Linked DNA regions of Cricetulus griseus: region 2 is linked to region 1. A link is a contact called in public Hi-C data. All regions are on one chromosome and are shown on one strand. Each heading gives the region's core, a stretch centred on a gene start, on an enhancer-like site or on the middle of the called end of the contact. The rest is flanking DNA. Distances are from core to core; before and after follow the strand shown. Region 1 holds the start of Adamts6 (A disintegrin and metalloproteinase with thrombospondin motifs 6). Region 2 overlaps Cwc27 (spliceosome-associated protein CWC27 homolog).

What was found. Hi-C and Micro-C count contacts between places; a contact is called where the count stands out from the background.
Region 2: a Hi-C map of fibroblasts shows a contact between it and region 1, with 8 times the contacts expected there. The contact joins the enhancer-like site here to the promoter of Adamts6 in region 1. A contact is called at or near these places in 6 of 8 Hi-C or Micro-C datasets (the CHK-Q cell line, the CHL-YN cell line, the CHO-K1 cell line and 2 more).

Annotation. Positions count from the first base shown.
Region 1 is chr2:322,559,048-322,564,327 of CriGri-PICRH-1.0, forward strand. It overlaps Adamts6 (A disintegrin and metalloproteinase with thrombospondin motifs 6), which reads left to right and starts at 1,964. Exons shown (of 26, transcript XM_027401535.2): 1 at 1,964-2,244; 2 at 2,504-2,557.
Region 2 is chr2:323,073,909-323,079,188 of CriGri-PICRH-1.0, forward strand. It overlaps Cwc27 (spliceosome-associated protein CWC27 homolog), which reads right to left. Exons shown (of 14, transcript XM_027401531.2): 8 at 3,042-3,121; 9 at 2,180-2,213. Among named protein-coding and RNA genes, the nearest start is that of Cwc27, 27 kb to the right of the region's middle. Within about 2 kb of position 2,948, at least 2 of the 6 cell types and tissues checked have open chromatin away from gene starts, as enhancers often do. A contact at or near this core is called in the CHO-K1 cell line and fibroblasts, where this site is marked.

The sequences.
Region 1 (5,280 bases), core at 714-3,213:
CTGTGCTATGTTCATTTTTTGGTGTTTGCTAGTGTTGCTGTGAGGTCTAGCAATCTCAATGTACTGTACACACACACAGCTCAATGAATCATCTTTATTTCAAACTGTCAGTACCAACCACAGAACACGTTTCTATGTTTACTATGCACTGAGTTATATAGTAAGGAGGATTAAGGTCAAAATGAGAGCTATCAACTGGACAAATGCTATTGCCTTCTATCCCTTGAGGAAGTGTTGAAGTAAATGTATTGCTCCACGTTCCCAGTCTGACCTATGCATTCTTTAAACAAAGTGTTCATAAGTTTTCTAGAATAACTACACCTACCACCTCCAGTGTAGGAAAGGAAAAAAAAAAAATCAAATGGACAGCAACATTAGCAGAAGCTAGAAATTTAAGAACAGGCATTTAGAAAGTGCCTCTTCCTTAGTCTCCTCCCTTAAATCCAATTCCATTTTCTGGTTCTGGCCATAGGAAATTGACTTAGTGTTAATTAAAGACTGCAATTTCAGGGTTTAATTTCCCCTCCCCCAACCTTGGCAACCATTAAACTACTAACTCCATACTCCACGGGACAGACAGATAAATGATGCAGCAGATTACACCGAAAAAGGCAACGTTTGTCCTCAGCTATTTTAGAATTTTTTTTCCTGATTCTGATACTTGCGCCAGACATTGTTTGTTTGCTTAGGACAGGGAAAGGACATTTTTTTTTTTCCCCTACAGTTTAACGCCAGGGGCTTTCTCCTAGCAAATGAAAGTGAAAGTGCTACATCGTTGTGGTATTTACCCTTAAAGGCTGGACTAGCAGCTGGTGTGGAGGGGGAGGTGGGATTGGAAGCTAGAAGAACCAGTTCTAAGGTTTTGTTTGTTTATCTTGAGACCTCATCAGGGTTCCTGTGTCGTAGTCCCTCTCCCCCTTAAGGTATCAGGGGGCTTATTTTGGATTTCTTTTCCTTTGAGCAGTCATTGAAGTCTCATTCAATATACTGCTAAAAATTACATCTCACTTGTTGCTTTCCCGGCTGCAGTTTAAACACCGTCCAGTCTCTCATCTGGAAATAATGCACCCACACCCCTTTCCTTTTAAAGCTCCACATATCCTGAAGCCGATAATCACATGGAAAATTTGCAGGGCTCGATTTTGTTTAGCTTTCATTCTTTTGGTGGAAACTTCACCTATTAAAGTATGTATTCAACACACAGGCGTTTTGTACACATGTTGCTTTCAAGTCTTGAAATTTGCGTGCTCCACAGATCTGACTCCTTACAGAAATCTTATGAACACCTTTTAAATGCTTTTATTTTGCAGATTAAGAAAAACAGAGAATGACACCGAAAATTTGACAGTGACATTAGTATATCTAAAGTCACTCACTCTCTCTACCCCTCTTTCCCTTTCCCAAGAAACACTAATAACAAACCAGACAAGACTCTGAAAGAGGTTAGAGGGGAGGAAGGAGGCGGAGTGGGTTAGGGGAGAGAGGTTAGAGGGCCAGAGTTTCTCTCATTCACAGGGAGGAAAAGTTGACATTGTCTAAGCCCTTCTGAATGGCTGGTAGTTGGATACCCCGATTGTACCTCTACTTCCCCTCCCCCTCCACGTGACGACCCAGGACACATGCGCACCGACGCAGGCAGCCCAGGCACATCTGCAGACTGACGTCAGTTTGTTCTGCCTCTGAGGAAAGCTGCCAAAATTTTCTTCTGCTGCAATTGAAGTTGGCTGGGGGCCGGCAGTGAGCTCGAGGGCTACTTCAACAAAACTTTTCCTGCCCTTCCTGCTCCTCTTGTCTTCTCTCTCTCCTGATACCTTTTGATGCTCTGCACATGTTATTTGCATAGCAAAGGCACTAAGCTGTCCAGGAAGAGAGGGCACCACTTCCCCCCCAATAAGCCTTTCCCCTTTCTTTTCTTTCTTTTTTTCCTTTCCTTTTTTGGGGGGTGGGCGGGGGAGGGAGAGAGTGGGGGGGTTGCAAAGCACGTCTCAGGTTGATAGCCTTGGATGTATTAAAAGTATTTTTTTCTAAATTTTTTTTTTTTTTTAACTGCCAAATCGGCAGTCTGTTCCCTAAAGCTCCGGTTAGCGAGACTATAGGGTTTTATTCTGGCTGCAGAATAACTGGCTGGTGTGGCTTTGCAAAGGGGGGCAAAAAGAAAAGAGAGAGAGAGGGAGTACGTGAGTCGTCCAGTGAAATCTCTATTGTTTGAAATTTACCTTTTATCAGAATTTGAAGATGAAAACGGTAAGAAAGATTTCACAATATTCAATGAAACCTTTAAAAAAAAAACCTTGTGCTTTGCTTGTCTTACTAATAACGCTTAGATCTCTCTCTCTCTCTCTGTCTCTCTCTCTCTCTCTCTGTCTCTCTCTCTCTCGTGTGTGTGTGTGTGTGTGTGTGTGTGTGTGTGTGTGTGTGTGTGTGTGAGCGCGCGCGCACGCACACACGCGCGCGCGCGAGTGCTTTATGGCAAAGAGTGAATTTGACTAAATTCATTTTACAGACAAATCTTTAAAACTCTAGACTACTCGCGGATGTAGAATTCCGGGGCTTACAGGTATTTTATGATGTGAAAAATATGCGCTCATTGTATGAATTTACATGTTGTGTGAGATGGACTTGATTATGATCATCGTGCTCTTTTAACTAATCACCGGATAGTGGTGGAGAAAGTAATGATGATGTGTGTTTTCAATCGTTTTCCAGATTTATGCAATTGCCTTCTGCAAATCCGTTTCATGTCAGTGTCTTTAGTATTCAGAGAAGTGCATATTTTATGCCTGTGCTCTCAGGCCAGCAGAAGTGTGCTGGCTGTAGCGCTGATGCTCTAGAATATGGTAAGCTCTTAATAGGCTAATCAGAGATGAAAGCGTGTGGTTTTGATTTACTTTTGCCCACTTGGGCCATGCTAGACTCAACTCTCTGGAGCCTTGTTTATCAGGATATGTCTGGATATATGGTACATGAGACTAAAGTTTAGGGATTGAGGAGCGAGAACAAGAGTGCTGGAGGAAGTATTGGAAAATCTTTCTGATAATATGTGCTATAATTTCTGTCTTTGATAAGTTTTCCACTTGTGCTAGGAGCAGAGAAAGCAAGCCAGAGTAAGAAAGCACACTGAGAGGGAACAAGAGAGTAAGTTTCTTACTCTTGTTTTTATTTGAGCTGCTGGTGCAACGCGTTTGGGCCAAATGCCAACTGTCTGGGTCACACGCGTTTTATCCAAATAGATTTAGCGCTGCTGTCTGGAAATGGGCTGCTGAATGTTAACTTTAGGATCAACTCAACCAGGGCAGCTCAGACTGTTACCCTCTGTCTGGATGAAGTGGAATGGGAAGGGGGGTGGTGGTGAGGGTGTGCAAAGCCCCAGGCTGAGGGGGGAGGGGGGACGACAACTACAAACTATTGCTTGGAACTTAAAAAAAAAAAAACACTAAATATAATTTTCAATCTACTCTCTTATGTTTAGAGTTTTAAAAAAACTAATTCTTCCTCTTTTCTTTTTTTGGTGTTTTTTTTTTTTTTTCTTAAGCTTATATTGATTAGACTGAAACATTTAGTGGTGAATTGGCAGCCCTTAAAATTCACGACAGACGACAGGGAAAGAAAGAAAAGCAATGAAAAACTGGTGCATTTGAAGGCAACTAAGAAAATTAATTTTGAAGATAATTATTTTCACCAAAGTGGTAATGCATTCTTGTTTATATTAACTTGGTGCTTAAATGTGAGCACTAGTGGTCTTTTTTGAAGAATGCTATATTAAAATATATAAGTTGTTTTCAAACAAATCAGCAAATCATTCATTTGACACAAATGGCAGCAGATTATTCTGTGTAGTTGTATGAATATTTTTGTAATTTCCCAGAGGAAAATCTTCTAATCATTAAGACTTGAAATGTTGTAAATAATTTTTAGTTTGGTCTAAAACCTGCAAATTAATCTCTATTCTTGCTGGTCTTACTACTTCCTCTTCATTTCCTTAGCAACCAAAAGTAGCTATTAGTGGCTTAGGGGGGGCTGTGTGCCAAATCTTTCTCTCTGTGGTCTTAGTGACAGATGAATTGAGTTATCAGATTAAGGAAAGTTAGGAGCATATTTGGAATTTGTGGGGAGAGAAAAAAGAAGATGTAGATAATTTGTCACAGTTAAAACAACAAAACAAAACAAAGTTGGTTAGCCTTTTACACTATCAAGAAAGAAAAAGCATCTTTTTTTTTTTTAAAGGAAAAGTGTCCTAATACAGGTAGCATTAGAAGAATTATTAACTTGGGGTGTAGTTTTGGGGAATTTCATTTTGAATTTTTGCTTTCCTCAATAGATAAGTTTTGACTAAATTATGTATTTGATAATACTTTTTTGGTAACTAATCTTACCAAGTTTGTAAATCAAAATCCTTTGTACTTAGAACCTAATTGTGTCTTTAGCATATAGTAGCTATCAAATATTTGTTGAGAGAAAAGACTGGAGAACGAAATGAAAAGTTTTTCATGTATAAATATAAAGGACCTGAAGGGTTTAGGATTTTGTTGCTTTTTCCATGGAGACCAAATCAGCTTTAAAATAAATAACCAGATTAACATGGATGAAAAAAAGCGGAGAAAGATGTTAACCAGGTTCTCTACCTTCATAATAATAGCTAATGAGAGGAAATTATTACTTTTGCTACTTCTATATCACTTGAGTGGGAAGTCAAACCATAAAGAAAAAAATCAAGTAACAGGCTTCAACTAGGGCAGACTTTGAGGGAATCACTGTAGTACAAGATGTCTGGTCTTATTTCTTCTACATAAGTAGTGTAGCTTTGATCCATGGAAACAGTTAAATTATCCTTTAACTTTGCCAGCTGATGCATTTAAACTATGAATAAAACTCATATGCAAAAGTTAAAGTGAACTGGACATTTTGCTTGTATTTTCAAAATTAAAACATAAGTATAATTATCATAGTCCAAGTTCTTCACTCTGCTTTAAAAGAGAAGATAGCTTCCTTATTGCCCTATGATGTCCTACTACTCCACATTTTTTAGGGAAGGAAGAATATGAAACTATTTTTGAAGGAAAAGCTTTAAAAAGTGATATACAGTAAGAAGGGAGGGATACCTTTTATTTAGCCACTCCAATGAAGTATCAGGTGCAATCTATTTTGTTCTCTCAAAAAGTCTTTGTAAGGTAGATGTTATTGTCTCAATCTTATAGTTGAGAAAACAGATCCAGGGAGGTTTTGTAACTTGAAGTCAAACCAGGAGTAACAAGCCTTTGTGTTTCCCACAACATAATAATG
Region 2 (5,280 bases), core at 1,698-4,197, 520 kb after region 1:
GAAGGAAGTCTGCTTGATCTACAGAGCAAGTACCAAGCCAGCCAGGACTATATAGTGAGACCGTGTCTCAACAAAACAAAAAGACCTACATATTTAAATATATTGATTTTCATATATGCAAAAGTATCAGTATAGAATCAATCAAATTATTATTTAAGTACATATAATCCATCTTGTTGCAGGCTTATTGAACCAAAAGTCTCTGTGGATAAAAATTACATGTGTCTGGCAAGATGTTTAAGTCATTCTTAAACAATGACACAGACATGTCATTTGGGCCTCAGAAAATATAAAACAAATCTCTTGCAAAGTCATAAGATTCTGTTTCTGAGTATAGACACTTTCTGGGAAAAGGACCCACACATTAAAAGGGTTTGGGATCTAAAACAGGTTAGAGATGAAACACTATCCTTAAGTGACCTATCCCACCCACCCATAAACTTAAGAGCAAAACCATATTTTCTAGCCCATATTATTATAACCAGATGGCTTCAATATAACTCATCCAAAAATATACAAATCGTTAATTAATTTTCATCTCCCATCCAGCCTCAAGCCTGTCTTGTCTTTGGTGCCTTGCTAAGAAGGCCACCAAGCCAGAAACTTGTGGTTATCTTAGACTCCTGCCTCATCTCCCTCCGCAGAGCATTTGTCCTTCGACAGCTTTCCCACAACTCCCTTTACCATGGCCTGCTCCCTCTCACTTGTTCTCTGTAATGTTGCCAATAATGATTTCTAAAATGCAGAGCTGACCGTGCACCTGTCTTTTTAACGAATATCCTTCAACTGTTATTCAGTACCTTTAAGGTGAAACCCAAACTCCTTAGCACACCTGTGACACTGTGTAAAGCATGCCAGTCCCTCCATTGCCCATTCCCCCCACTCTCCTCATCACTACACTGGTCATACTGGTCTGCTGTTGGCTCCTGGAATATATCAAACTCTCCTACTTAGACTGGCACTGGTCACTCATTTTTTTTTTGTTTTGTTTTTTTTTTTTTTGTTTTTTTTTCGAGACAGGGTTTCTCTGTGTCTTTGGAGGCTGTCCTGGAACTAGCTCTTGTAGACCAGGCTGGTCTCGTACTCACGGAGATCCACCTGCCTCTGCCTCCCTAGTACCCGGCTTGGTCACTCCTTTTATATTCAGCCTGGTCACCTCTCCACACAGCAAGTTTCTCCAAACTTTAATGCTCAGTTTGCATTTCCTGAACAAGGTGTAATCTCTGCTTAGCTTTAGAGCATGCCATGCTATCCGCCTTTCCCACCCCCTCTTCTATGATCCAGTTATCGTCTGGTCTCCTATAAGATCCAAGTTTCTTCTCTCCCAGGAGGGTTTTCCTCACAGAGCAGATACTCATTCTCTCTGATATACCTAATCAGAGAACCCCTCCCCTTTTGACTGTGGACATAGGTAAATCTCTGTACATGCTAGATTACATATTTTCTTTTGAATTATGCAATGTACACATTAATAGGTTTCATCTTAATATTTATATAATTGGAAAACCATTATCATTCACATAGTACAAGCAAATCTTCATTTTGTTTATTTTAATGTTTACTCTCTCTCTCTCTCTCTCTCTCTCTCTCTCTCTCTCTCTCTCTCTCGTGTGTGTGTGTGTGTGTGTGTGTGTGTGTGTGGAGACACACACTTGGCACAGCTTGAATGTGGAGGTCAGTTCTCTTCTTCTACCCAGTGAGTAAGGAACCTGAGCCCCTGTCCTTGGGAGCACCTCTACCTAGCACTGGCCGCTCCTTCTGTTTTTATGACTGTTAGCTAGTAATAAGGATACAATCTTAAAAGAGAATCTTCTCAGATAAATGTATAAAAAGGAATACACTATTACAAATAACTCCTCTATGCACTTCCCATATAGCATGAAGGATGCTCACTCATCACATTTAAACTTTTAACATAATAAAATTATAACATTTCCACTTAAGATTTTTCACATAATGTTATGTGACAGAAAAGGCAGGACAGAAATTCATATATGAGACTGAAATTCTGTGGGGAAATATGCAAATCTATTTGGAAGTAAATATTCTAATAACATAGGAAATTATTTTCATTTTTAAATTACATATATTTGTATCTTTTTAAGGAAAATGTAATTTGTAAAACTTTGACCTATTTATAAATTGTTCAAGCTATATTTGTACTAAAGTGAATACTCACATCTTCTAAATCTCCTGTTGCATCATCCTTTTCACTACAAAAATAAGTAAAACAAATACATTTTAGTTTCAAAGTGAAACTAATACAAGTATTCATTTATGTAAAGCGTAAACTGGAATTTATAACTAGTTTGCTAGAATTAATGTTTTGCTTTGCTTTTCCACCATAGCACTCTCACAACGGCACTGCACAACAGATGGGAACATGCTCAAAAGTAGTCACCTTTTATAAACAGGAAGAGACATGCTCCAGTAGCAGATAAGAGAATTCTCTGGATTTTTTTTTTTTTTTTTTTTAAATACAAGCAAACACCATCAAGCTGTGTTAAAAGGCTCTGGCTAAAGGGACCAAATCCTACAAATTAAAGGATACTAAGAAAACAGTATTTTAAAATAGAATTTTTGAAGATGAGTTAACCTCAGAACAACAGTATTTTAGCTCAGTCTGAGACTGACCATGTATAATGGCCATGTATAATTAATACATTTAACATTCACTAATGTTCCACTTCTCAAACAAAAGCAACAAAGACAATTAAGACAGGTTTCTGTCAATTCTGAAAGTTGTGAGAATTTACACGCAGTAAATTGGCCCAGAATGTGGTCACTTCTTCCGGTAACCTTGCACTCTCATGCTTACTCATGATACCCAAACAAAAATGCCCCAAAGACAGTTAGCAATGCAACATGCAATTATTACAGCAGTTTCTAGTATTCAGACTAGCCTAAGATGAATCACTTATCAAAATGTATTATTGTTTTGGCTAGGCTTAGGAAATTTATGAGCTCTGCTTGGTAACCAAGACAACAACAGAATGAGATAAAGCCTAAAAACTGGAGTCAGCTTTCAACACAGCACTAACCTTTCCACAGCTGGCACGGAACTTAGGTGTGGATCGTCCTTAAGCAGGTCATGGCTGCTTTTACTTCTTCCCTTCATGCTCTGGGAAAGAACACAATATAGTTGAGATAGGAAACTAAAAGTCGTCTGAAAAAGAAAATTAACATATTTGCATGAAATTTAGTAAGGACATAGTATGATTAGCAAAAACCTTTCTAAAAGGTTCCTTGTAACTAAAGCTTTAGAAATAATACTTCTACTGACTGAAAATGGGATTTTATTTATTTAAGTTATTAATCTTTATTTGATTTTATTTTCTTAAGACACAGTCCTAGCCTGAGATGGCATTCAGTTCTCTAAGTAGCTAGACTGATATAGAACTCATAATCTTTCTGCTTCATCATTTCTTGTGCTATGATTACAGGAATGCAGAACCACTCATGGCTCAAAACATACTTTTTTAGGATCATCTTTCCCAACAAAGAGTGACACTGTTAAAAGCACTGTGGTTTGCCAGCTCTGAGTGCTTATGGTTTACACACAACTTATTAATTCCTACAACACATACCGAAAAACTTACAAGGCAGGGCCCAAGAATAAATTGAGATACATGCACACTACTGCCCTTCATTATACAGTCTATGCTGCACAAGATGACTTTAAAAAAGCATCCCTAAGAAATTAGATGAGGTTGCTACTTATCAAATGGAAGACAGACACTCAGAAGCGCATCTCAAGATGATAACACTCACCGGGGACCAATTATCAAAGTAAGTGCTTTCATTTCAAAGTGCATCTTCTCAATAATGACATTTTTATAGGGAAACAAAAGAGGAATCATTACTAAGAAAAGCTACTATAAGAAATAGAACTGTAAATATTTCTGTTGTTATTGTTCTAATGTATTAAGTGTGTTCTTGGTGCCAGTCATAGTGCTAGCAACACACTCTCCCTCTCTAAAGCAAACACAGTGTAGAACATAGTTACATTTTACAGACAGTCGAGATTAAGCTATTAATTAGGAATCACAAAGCTTGCCAGTAAAAGAGGATCAGGATTTAAATTAGTACACTCAGAATCCAAATGGAGCCATTTCTATGTCCTTTAGGTCCCCATAGACACCAAATACTGCAAGCCCTATTCTATATATTTCCCTATTACATGGTGGGAATTTCCTAAATTGGTCTTCTGTTTCACTGATTAATTTGTGAATAGGCCCTTAAATTTGATGGTCTTACTTAAAGATAGGTATATACCTTAAAAAATATACCTCCATGACAAAATAAAAAAATCAAAGATTTAAACATTTCTGTATCAACATGGGATCCTCTATGCTTCAAAGATCAAATCAAGTAAAATAAAGACATAATTTAAGGTTTTTTTCCAAAAAAAATTTTTGCATTCTCAGCCTGTGCTTTATTGCTAAAAATACCTACATACAAGTGCAGAGTTTCCAATTCTCACAGCAGTTCCTTTTTCAAAGAGTCTGATTTCTACAAATCTTCCAAAGATGCACAGACTAAGGTGCTGGGTTTTGTAATGCTTCAAACACTGAATAAAGCTGTTAACAGCCTCTTCTGTAGCAATGGTGCAATGGAGAGTGCAAAGAAGAGGAGTAGACTGCAGCATCTGTGGCTAAAGAACAGAACGTTCTTGTCTTTCTGATTACAGGGATGCGTGGGTCAGTGCCAGACTACCAGTGTTGTTTAAAGACTCATCAGCCTGACAGAAGACCCTTCTGATCCTGCATTGAGATCTCAGTTCTGGGGATTAAACCCAGGTCCTCACATGTACTTAGCCAAGTGTTCTCTGGAGCTACAGCCTGAGTACAAAGTACATTTTAATTAAGGACATAACATGCCATCACCAAAGGTTTTGAAAATCATCAGTAACCATAATGAGAATCTAACTTTAAGGAGTTTGAAAGTCTGGGTTTTTCCAAATACCATGGCATCTTTTGCTGCTTTGGTTTTCCTGTTATCATCTATTTTAATTTGCCTTACCAGACCACCAGAAACATAGTTTTAGAGGAACTCTGATCTTGCATCTTTATTGGTCAGCAGATGTATCAGTATGAAGTGAAGAGAACATTTTTATTTGGGAGACACCTTACTTCCTATTATTCAATGGAAATCAAATTTCACATTGGCAAATCAAATACAGTTCTGAAGAAACTTAAATAGTCTGGTTTTTATCACAAAACAAAAAAGTGAATTTAAATACACTGTTATTTGTAAAAAATCATAGACTCTAAATTATGT